Regions from separate parts of the Bombyx mori genome. Here region 1 is linked to region 2. A link is a contact called in public Hi-C data. All regions are on one chromosome and are shown on one strand. Each heading gives the region's core, a stretch centred on a gene start, on an enhancer-like site or on the middle of the called end of the contact. The rest is flanking DNA. Distances are from core to core; before and after follow the strand shown. Region 1 overlaps LOC110384972 (a long non-coding RNA gene). Region 2 holds the start of LOC101742490 (X-linked retinitis pigmentosa GTPase regulator).

Region 1 (5,709 bases), core at 2,409-4,908, 170 kb after region 2:
AAGGATGCCTGTGTACTCCTTAGGAAATGTATACAGGACATTATTAACTACTATAACGCACACATCCCTTATTTGTTCTACTCGTGGGTCTTGAAGGGGCATGCTGCGGGCGGGGCGGCAGAGCCGTCGCCGGGCAACCACGAAGTTTTTCCAAAAAGCTGTCAGTCGATATAGCACCAATGAAATATATTTTACATCTTTATACTTAATTTATAAAATACACCTTAAACTGGGATTGTTTTAATAATTCGTTATACTACTGAAATTCGATTGTAATTTAATTAATACAAGAAGTGCTCACTATGCCGCGAAGAAACAACGGGTTTTGATTTGAAACTTTTCACATTTAATAGACATTACTTGCTTTTCAGTTTTGGCGTTATAAGACAATTTCCACGTGAATTTATTAAGTAAAATAACTTATCAGAATAATATCAACTGACGACATTTAAGAATTCGCTCCGCTAACTCCCATTAACGACGTACAACAATCACTATGTCAAGGCTAACATGCTCATTGAGATCATCAATATTGTGTTAAATCTCACGTGCTTTCTGAATGACGTAACGCGAGTCGATTTAAAAGGGCCGGCTTTATGAATGAGCGCAACGAAACACGATACATGCGTCGGTTTGAATTAAAAATAAAACTTTTATTTGTGCTGTTAGCGCATCGCTTTGAACTCGCCGATGCTGTGGGTGGTGGTTGGGCCACAGTGACGGCGGGCAGAGTAGCGGAGCATTTTGATATTCGTTGAGTTTGAATTACTAACGAACTAGCAAATAGGTGACACGATATTGTGATATATTAATGTTTGTTAAATTACATACAGTTATTTGTTATTATTTTTACTAGCGTCAATAAATAGATGAAATCACTCTCGATTTAATAATTGTTACACTTGATAGATCAAACTTTCCAACTTTGTACAGTTTGTGCATATAGTTTAGTGGACGTAAATATTTACACACGCAAAAACACGACAAAATGAAGATGACCGACTTCAGTGTATATATAGTCTCAATTGTATTAGAAAAACGACAATATTACAAGTCAAACCGAACGCATGGTTAGTTCGTCGCAAAATGGTCAAAACGGTAGTTATATTATAAATATTTTTTTTATTTATAATATAGCTACTATATATACTATTACATAATATATATACTATTACATAATATAATTGATTTGTAAATGCTTTCTTTTCTGTATAATGAATAGTTAGTTATATCTGTATAGTTTTCTCTTCGGTTTACGCAAATCGCAGACATAATTAGATGTGGTTTAATTTGACCTTTTTTTATTCTCATTACTTTATATTATTTTCAATGTTACGAATACTTTGCAGTTTTCGTAGTCACGAACGAAGGAAATAATAAAATAACTCACTAAAATGACTGAGGTCGCGTTCGCCCACCTGTCCTGGCGAAACTGGAAACCCACCAGTCACCCATTCATCCTAAAAACAAAGAAGCAAGAAAATGCCAAAAAAAAATTAACAAAACATCCAAGTCTTATAAAGTTCAGTTCGTTCAAAAAGCCTTGCGTGTTTCACTTGTTTCCCATTTAGATTTTTTTAATCTAAGATTTTATCGAAATTAAATTAATTTACTTTGTTATCGCTGTAAGTGGAACCACCGACCTTAGCGATCACGTAGTAAAAATATTTTACAACAATGGTCTCCAATGTCAACATGAGTGATGTAACAATTCGAATACTTGACATTTAGTTGAAGACGTGCATAAAAATGCACACGGAATAATATTTGTGTTATTGTCACAGCTGAGTGACAGGAAATATTTATCATGTAAGGAGATCAAGTTCGACAGCTTGATGTGTGAGCACCACAAAAATCTACAACATTATATTATAGGTTTATGTAAGCTGTTTTAGATTTTAAAGAACATTGGGGCTGTTTTTTTTTGCGTATTTTAATGAATTGTAAGTAGTAAATCTAGAGAGTTCGGTACGTTTATTGATAAAACGGTGATGCATTCCGATTTGGGACAGACATATTTTTTTTATGTTTGAAGGATTACTGGTGGCCCTGAGGCCTTTCCAGTTTCACCAGGACAGGTGCGAGCAAAGGCTCAGCCAAGATGTGTGGGATTTGCTAACAGGTGCCCGTGCGCCTCCGAAGGAGACTTAACAACTTAAGAACAGCTGCTTCGCGAATGAATCTACTGCCGGATCGGAATCGCGACCCGCTGAGAAGATCCGGCGAGAAACTCAGCGGACTGATGCATGGGTTAGGTTGCACGTCGAGCTCTACGGTTACAGGGATCCCCAAGCCTGCTCCTAGTGTTAGAGCTGAAGGCGTCTAATGCAAAGGTTATTGGATCTGATGGATCCGTAAGGACGTGTATAGGGCGTCGACGGTGACTGGCTCCTGCGTGATCAGGATTTGGGGAGGATAGACATCTACAACGTAAATAACCCCCCCCCCCCACCTCGAGACATGAGTTGTGAGGTCACTGTTTTAACAGTACAACGGCTGCTCCAAGCCGAAACGCATTTCTGCTTCACGGCAGAAATCGGTGGGGTGCTGGTACCTACCTGTGCGCACACATAAGACTTCCTAGCACCAGTAAGTAAACTGAAAAATAAGACTCCGAACTCATTGACAATGATATAATGCAATGATTAATATCAAACATTGACAGATATGATGCACTATCGTTAAGTATAACAATGTTGACATACTTATTTCATAGCCGAGTGGATTATAAATAGTCGTCGCCAGGATCAAGACTAATAGCTGGCTTTATCGGCAGGTGACGCGTCCATCGCCAACTTATAACATATAATACTTAAGTAACAACAAATTGTTCTCTGACGTGTCTAGTGTTTGAAATGAGGTCATGTTTTAATAGAATACCTAAGTAAGATAGTAAAATATCTGTACTTAAAACTTTTGGTTGTATTGACTCTCGGAAAGTTTATTGAATCTATTTTTTTCTGTGTGCCGCGACAGACTCGAACGATAGTTACTTAGCTGTTGCAGTTTATTTTGAAGATTGTTTTTTATTGCTTAGATGGGTGAACGAGCTCACAGACCACCTAGTGTTAAGTGCTAACTGAAGTCCATAGACATCTACAACGTAAATGCGCCACCCACCTTGAGATATAAGTTCTAAGGTCTAAGTATAGTTGCAACGGCTGCTCCACCCTTCAAACCGAAACGCATTACTGCTTCACGGTAGAAATAGACAAGGTGGTGGTATCTACCCGTGCGTACTCACAAGAGGTCCTCCCACCAGTAAAGAAAAGTACAGTTCCTCTTATTACACAAGGTAAGAGTGCAAAACTTCAGAATTTATTGTATTAAAAAAATCTGTTACTTTTATTAATGTGGCGATAGTCATCAGAAAACAAAAGATATTTGACATAATATGCCGGAATCTCGCTTACGAAAATTTCAAGATAAGCTTGTATTTGAACATTTTTCGAACAACAATATTCGGACCGTCGCGTCAGTCTTCCGATATATCACTCGTTCGGTGGAAGATTTTCCCTTTGTCGTATACCTCTATATTGGCATAATAGACAAGCTGACGGGTTTATTGATGTCAGCCGTTACCGTAGACGGGTGATTTGGAATAACGGTTAAGTGGACGCGGCAAATCTCACAATCTCACAACAACCAAGATATAGAATGGTCTGGTTCAAGATAAAATGAAAATAGTGCAGTGGTAGAGAACTTTGACGAAGTCGAAAAGGGCTATTCGATTCGTTTACCTAATCACCGGACGTACTTATTATCTTTGGGGAGGCTTAAACGACAAAGGGAAGATCTTCCACCGAGCTGGTGATATTTGCTCGGTAGACCGACGGTCCGAATGTTGTTGTTCGGAACTTGTATATATGCGATTTATCTTGAAAATGTCGTAAGCGAGATTCAGGCATCTGTCAATTATCTTGCGTTGTATGATGGCTACCCGCCACATTATCCATACGCGTAAAATTTGCAAAAATCTCTGTAAATCATAAAGCGTTGTTCTCATAAGTAGTAGACCTTGACACAATATTTTCATGTTGACTACATACTTCCTAACTTGAAAAGATTTGATAAGCACAGATTACGTCGTGATTACAAGACAATAAATAACTCCGCTTAACCCGATACGCGAATAAGACGTAAAAAAACGTAACTACAGATCTGATTCAAATAATAATGATCTTTAGTACAATAACATAAGTGTGTAATTAAATTTACTGAAAACAATTCAAAAAAATTATAGTGCTGTTCAAACACCTGCAAAATCAGTCTTGTGTAAATACATTTAGAGTTGAGAATCTTAGAGGGATTGTAAAGGAAATTTTTACTGGTGGTAGGACCTCTTGTGAGTCCGCACGGGTAGGTACCACCGCCCCGCCTATTTCTGCCGTGAAGCAGTAATGCGTTTCGGTTTGAAGGGTGGGGCAGCCGTTGTGACTATACTGAGACCTTAGAACTATATCTCAAGGTGTGTGGCGCATTTACGTTATAGATGTCTATGGGCTCCAGTAACCACTTAACACCAGGTGGGCTGTGAGCACGTCCACACATCTCAGCAATAAAAATAAAATCCTGCATTTTGAACGCTAGACTTATATCAGTAGGCTATCTACAGGCTAAATTAATATTTGCATAATGAATAAGGCATCGCGTTACAGTTCATTAAGTGATATTGATGTCCCGTGGTTGAATTAACCTTATTTTAATTAAAAAGTATATTTAAAGAGTTTTCTTTACATTTTCAACAAAAACTTAATAGTTTAAAAATCATAAAATTGTATCATCATTAAAATTAATAGTTTTCAGTTTGAAACCTCACTATATAGTTACATCAACAACTGAATACTCGTTGTATAAATAAAATGAATAGGCGAAGTTTTTTCAAGCTGCAAATCAAATCTGCGGCAAATCTGAGTCAAGATTGAAGGGATCCTGATATAATAAATTAAAACTGGCTACATGTCCCGGTAGGCAGCAGCTTGGCTCTGCGCCTGGCATTGCTGAAGTCCATGGGCGACGGTAACCACTCACCATCAGGTGGGCCTTATGCTCGTCTGCCTACAAGGGCAAAAAAAATCCTATCTTTCAGATCCATTCTCGATTGCGGTCCAAACACCTGTCACAGTTCTTGTCAAACACGTTGAAGGCGACGAAGGTTTTGACGTGGAACGTAACCCACAGACACAATACTGAGCTTCTCACCGGATCTTTCAGTGGTAGATTGAACGACGTACTGTTTTTGCTAGGGCAGATGGTAGTTAAAAAACAAAAAAGTGCCGATCTTAGCAAAGTTTCTCAGCCTGAGCCCCGTGAACTCACATACCTGATGAAACTAGAATAGCCCTGCGAGACTGCTGGTACTTGCCGCTATTACTCATTATTACACCCATAACAGAGCTTACCTTATTGTCTAACTGAATTTACACAAACACTATAACTACTAACCTTACCATTCTATCTTTTAAAATTTCTAAAAAAGACCGAAGGACGTTACCTAAAATTTTACGGCTGAATGTGAAATCGCTTACCTATTAAATTCAAATGTTGCTTCAGCCTTGCCTAGAGGGATCTGAATAAAAGAACAAAACGGCCACAAGGAATAATTTATTATGTAAAGTTTTGTTATTTTATTGTAAATCTTGCACGAATAGCGTTTCGACTACCTGACCTGTAGTAAAATTTGGAGTATGATAACAACATAAAATAATA
Region 2 (6,075 bases), core at 3,281-5,780:
TAAAATAATGTACTACGACTTTGTAGAACACATTATTATTTACAAAAAGTGTCGCGACAGCATAATATGTCTAAATATTATAGTTATGCCGCAATTAGAGTTATTTTATTTAAAAAAATTAAAAACAATGTCAAATATTGTTGAAATATTTGTTAAAGACTCGAGCGGAGCCGGAGCCGGAGCTGCTAGTCGTAAGATAACAGTTAAATGTAATGCAATGTATGGATGGGTAAGTATAAGGTGAGGATAATGATAAGGATGTATTTCGATAATGCTTTTGAATTGAGCGCAATGTATAATATTAAAAATTAAAACGACGCGAAGGAGTTACGCGTTGACTGCGGCTTAATAAAATATGAACTTTCCAAAATACGGAATCCCACGATGATGAGATATCGTTCGTACTTTAAACAATATGGACCATGGATCATGAGCGATTGTGAGTCTATTACGTTGGAAGTGTGCTGCTCATGTGCCTTCGAAAAAAAAAAGAATAATTAATCATGCCTTGCTTTGTTCATTTTGTTATCTATTGCAATTAGTTCACGCTAGAAACATTAGCTAACATTTCACATACCTCAATTATGGATAACCAGATGATGACCGGTTTTTTTTTATAACGCCATCTTGATTAGTTGCCCTCAATTAAGAAAAATAGTATTATTATTTCCAAATAGATGTCGGGAACAGTTGATTATTGAAAACACGAATAAAACAACATTTTCTGAAAAGAAATCGTAGCTAGATCGATTTATCGCCCCGAAATCCCCTGTATACTAAATTTTATGAAAATCGTTGGAGCCGTTTCCGAGATTCAGATTATAAATATATATGTTAATATACAAGAATTGCTGGTTTAAAGGTGTAAGATAATGAAATATGAATTCTCAATAATAATTTTTTTGAGTAAAATACACGCAAAAACGTTTCTACTTTTCCTCGTCAGTATAAAGCTGTCATTCGATCTCTAATAAAACAGATACTTACTGTGTCGCTGAATAAAAAAACATCTGATAAAAACTTGAATCGCGCAAACGATAATTTCAAGAAATCCTGCAAATGAATTCCGACGAGCATTCAGACTGTCGATCTGCCTTTTTTTTTTTTTTTTTTTTTTTGGTCAGGAGGAAATCGCCGGACTTCCGCCCTTTTCTGGGGATACTGGGCGGGGTATGTCAGAGTCGAACTGACTAAAACCTCCTGTCGCTCAACAACCAACGTCCAAACCTCGCATGAGACAGAACTCATGAAAAGGCAAAGGGGGGAAAGTGAAGTGTTTAGTGCGGAGCACATCTCTCCCATCACCCTCCCCCTCGGGACGCCGGACTGGCGGTCGTCGGCGCCACGACCACCAGCCCTCTCGGTCGGCAGACTGTCCGAAGCCCGCCTAGATGGCGCCGGTTAGAGTGGGTTACCCTACGGAATACCCCGCTGGGCCAGAACCAGCATGGGTCGAGGATAGCCGGCCTTCCATCACCCGGATGCTCTTGCGTAAAACGCGTGCAGAGCAGCTTGCACGTCGTCTTCTTAGGCCCCCCTCGCCGGTCCCCAGACCGACATGTGAGGGGGACCCGAAACACTTAGAGGGCCAGGGCTTGGGCGAGATCCGCCTCCCTGGCCCCCGCTCGACGGCGGCGGGATTGTGCGTCTCTCACGCGCCCCGCCGCCTCCTTCTGCGAGATGGTGCACTCGCAGAAGTCGAGCATCGCCTTCCACGACTCGTCGTCGCCGAGCATCGATGCCACAACACTCGGCAACGACAAGTCGGTTCCTATTTTTGCGACGAGGACACGGCGCCACCCCTCCCATGCGGGGCAGGCGACGAGCGTATGCTCTGCCGTGTCCAAGTCGCAACCACAATGGTGGCACTCTGCCGTCGGCTCGGCTCCGATCCGGTGCAGGAACTCACCGAAACAACCATGCCCAGTGAGCACCTGCGTGAGCCGGAAAGTGAGGCGTCCTCTGTCACGATTCACCCAATCCACAAGGACCGGGCGAATCGCCTCGACGGTCCTACGACCAGCCGAAGGATCGGCCAGCCGTCTGGACCATGACTCCAGCACGGACCGCCGAGATTGGCCCCTCCGCGCTCTGACCACACTGGGGCTGGGACGCGCCACGCCCCGGGCACGAAGGTCAGCCCGCCACTTATAGTCAGCGGCGAGCGCCTCCGCTTCCAGAACCCAAGGCGGCGTCCCAGCCAGTACACACGCCGCCTCAAAGGAGATGGTGCGATAACCACGGATGACCCTGACCGCGATGGTGCGTTGCGGCCGTTGCAGCAGCTTCGCCACCCCCACGGCCAGGGACTGGCCCCACACGGGCGCCCCGTATAGGGCCATTGATCGCACCACCCCCGTATAGAGACGGCGCGTCACCTGGTCAGGCCCCCCGACGTTGGGCAGAAGCCGGCTTAACGCGCCGGCCACCCCCAACAAACGAGGGACCAGGTTCTGAAAGTGAGCACGGAAGGTCCAACGACTGTCCAGAATGAGGCCGAGGTACTTCAACTGCACCCCGACCCCGATATGGACGCCTCCAACCACGATATGGGCATCGACAGGTGGCACTCTCCGGGGCCTGTGGAACCACATGGCCTCGGATTTACTGAGCGCCACGTCGAGGCCCAATCTCCTAATTTTGCCGACGACATGCGCCACCCCAGCCGTAGCAAGACGGGCAGACTCAGCAAAACTCCCCCCCCGGGCCACGACCAACGTGTCGTCTGCGTAACAGATAACGCTCAGGCCCGGGAGGAGGGCACCTCTCAGCACCCAGTCATACCCGATATTCCACAAAAGGGGGCCGAGCACCGACCCCTGTGGAACACCGCGCACGACCGGGAACCGGTGCAGGATCCCACCGTGTCCGGTACACGTGACCGATCTGTCCTCTAAGTAGGAACCCACCAGCCGGCGAAGGTAGGGGGGCACTCTATGTCGTTCCAGCGCCCCCCCTATCACGGACCAGGGCAGGGTGTTAAACGCATTGGCGATATCGAGCGACACCGCCAAAGCCACCCCACCCCTGGAGACGGCCTCCTCCGAGAGGGCCCGCACGCGAAGGATCGCGTCTACCGTTGAGCGGCCCTCTCGGAAGCCATACTGCTCCGCCGACAGATTGTCGATCTGCCTAGAGAAAACACGCACTAGTTAGATGGACTCGTTTTTTATATAGGTTAATACAGAATCAATTGAAATTCACATACGATTGCGGATGTTTCTACTGTCTGATTTTCTATGTTATTTTAAGCATTTAACTATACTAGAGGTCCCGCAGTAGTCGAAATTCGACTATAATTAATTGGAATTGTAAGTTTGTACTTTATTATGATTGTAATTTTATACTTCTATAATCACAAATTTCGCCAAGGCTACACTATAAAAATATTAATAAAGACAAACAATATTTAATCTATTCTCAATTTGACCACAGACGTCAAGAACAAAAGTTTGACAATGAATAGTATGCATGCGTGTGTGCGTCAAATACATGGTATGTAGTGTGTGTAATGTTTTCTTTATTGATTTAATGTATCTTTTATGCATTATTTTAAAAAAATATTAGCATTGTGCACTTCTTCTCTATATTCTCTATAAGTGTGGAAAATTTCATACTTTTCCGTCTGCGCAATTTTCGTAAAAAGGGATACAAAGTTTTTGCTTCACGTATTAGTATATAGATTTTCTTTTACTTCCCTATTAAATATACAATAGATGATTTGTAATAACTAGACTGCAGACTTCAAGTTATTTTAATTGTTACTATGTAAATAATACGTGCAGACTACAAGCAAATCGATTACTCCCGATAAACACTACGTGAATGCTACAAATTAATACAAATTAATTAGATAATTTTATCTTCAGTTTTTATGTAGACTTCAATAGACAAATGGTTTTAATGAAATTTATATTGACTGAAAATTAATATTAACAAAAAAAAATCGATTGTTGCAAGATCTAAGCGTAGAATGATTAATAATATTCTAGATGGAACCATTTTCGTCTGGACAAAATCATAGTTAATGAATTTCGTATTGAAAAAATTAAACCTAAATGACATTACAGTTGTGTGTGAAATCCTAAAATATAATGTTTATTTTAGGGACGTTTTTAATACGCTTTTATTAGCTTCAGACGTATGTATGTTTGTAACGGAATCTTTGAAGATGATTTTGACCCCCTTCAAAACGTCGGATTAACTCGAAATTTGGTATACTTATTAAGGACCGTGAGGAGAAGGGCTATTTTGATAATATTCTGAAAAGCACCCAGTTTTTTTTTTACCATAAAATCATTTTTTCTTACACTATTTTTCATTCAATATTAATTTCTATTTTTTAGTTGGATTTTCCATAAAAGCGTATTTTGTTAGTTTTTTTAAAACTATTATTTATTATAGTCTGAATTGAATATGCTAGCTTTACCTGGTATATCATCGGTCATGTTGGCTGTGTTTGTCGACTAATGTTCTACGTTCACTTGACCCATGGTCACGGATCGACCGGTCGAGCGCGGGGCGAAAACTGACCGCTACTCGTCATGCCACCCCTTGGCTTCATGCTACCACTATTTCACATAGATGTAGCTATTCGTGAAAGCGGTAATTTCATGATTTTTTTTGTTAACATTTGTTATTTATATTTCACGCTAACCACTGCAAGACGAGTTGATATTAGTCATAGTTTAAAAGTTTTCTAATTTTTTATTTCTATGAAATTCTATTATGTGAAATGGCAATGAAATGCGTTTATTTCAGGCAACTTAAGCCCATAAAATTTCACACATAATGTTTTAATCAAAATACAATAAAATTAAAATTAAAATTTTATCAGAATTCTTAAAAATTTAAAAAAAAAAAAAAAACCATATCAAATTAAATGAATATTTATAAAATGTTATATATAATGATTATTTGATGTAGCATACTGTAGGCCATCATTTTATTAATCACACACTAGCATTGATCATTGATAAGATTTTGGGGCAGTTTTCAGTAATCTAATTGTAGTTAGCGGTAGAAAACTATATGGTTGTGTCCGTATCGTTGCTGACGTTCACAAGTGGCTGTAACGACTTACCACCAGATGAACAGGCTTGCCTGCCTACAGTGGCAATAAAAGAAGAAACGCTTATATGAGAAATGTTGTAAATGTTTGTGTACCTGCAGTGGAACAGAGTAAGCTTTGAAATACCTGTCGAGGTTTACGCGAATAACAAAACACATTGATTTTAAATCAAACTACAAATATTCAACTATATCTTGTTAATTCTATTCCGTAAGAACTATATCCCTGTTCGATGTTATTGTTGTCGAAATCGCAGGCAACCACGAAAAAAGAACTACCTCACCCCCCTCTTAATTCACAATTAGTAAAGATAGTCGATTTGTTAGAAACTTTTCCAGAGGTCTACATATTTTTGCGGCTTTATCGTGTTTTAGTTATAGGCTTATCATGGTCTTCATAAACATTTTACGATCGTTTTCTTTATAACATATAGAATATTCTTATCTTCTAATTAAATATCAGATAACTTATCTTATTCATTCCTTGCATCATAGGGTGGTTTTCTTGGGATATAATCATGGTGGGTTCCCACGTAGTAAATAAATAATAATTAAATAAATAAAAATAAATAGTAAATAAATAATTAAAGTAGAATTTTTGAATAGAATATTTGTGTACAAATGAGAATCTAAAGTTTCATACTTTGAAGAAGATGAAGAATTCACTCACGCAGTCAATCATTTCAAGTATCAGCAATTCTAAATTTAAATAAATTAAATTAATTTAAATAATTGAAATTATTAATTTTTCTTGCTCATGTCTATATCTTCGTGCTCTAAATACAACATTATATATATACACTTTCACATAACCGCTTATGCTAATTATGTCTTCAATCAAATCAGCCTACATCACTGATTGTCCTTCAAACTAGGTTTACGAAGCTTGCCGATGTCGAACTCCCCTTGACCCCCATGCATCGATTAATGATTGCGATAGAACAGAAATACTCTGAACCGATATTAAATGAAAAGAGGTTTTCAATTAGAGCATTCTTCGTATCC

Evidence for each region. A called contact is a pair of places that touch in the nucleus more often than the background predicts.
Region 1: a contact with region 2 is called in a Hi-C map of midgut, with 2.3 times the contacts expected there. The contact joins the enhancer-like site here to the promoter of LOC101742490 in region 2. A contact is called at or near these places in 5 of 7 Hi-C or Micro-C datasets (middle silk gland, midgut, posterior silk gland and 1 more).

The regions. Positions count from the first base shown.
Region 1 is chr22:2,588,878-2,594,586 of ASM3026992v2, forward strand. LOC110384972 (a long non-coding RNA gene) reads left to right here. Exons shown (of 3, transcript XR_002430325.3): 2 at 1-787; 3 at 1,350-1,514. Among protein-coding and RNA genes, the nearest start is that of LOC110384972, 4.4 kb to the left of the region's middle. Within about 2 kb of position 3,659, at least 5 of the 8 cell types and tissues checked have open chromatin away from gene starts, as enhancers often do.
Region 2 is chr22:2,417,376-2,423,450 of ASM3026992v2, forward strand. It overlaps LOC101742490 (X-linked retinitis pigmentosa GTPase regulator), which reads right to left and starts at 4,531. Exons shown (of 8, transcript XM_004924743.5): 1 at 4,430-4,531. The coding sequence starts at 4,448.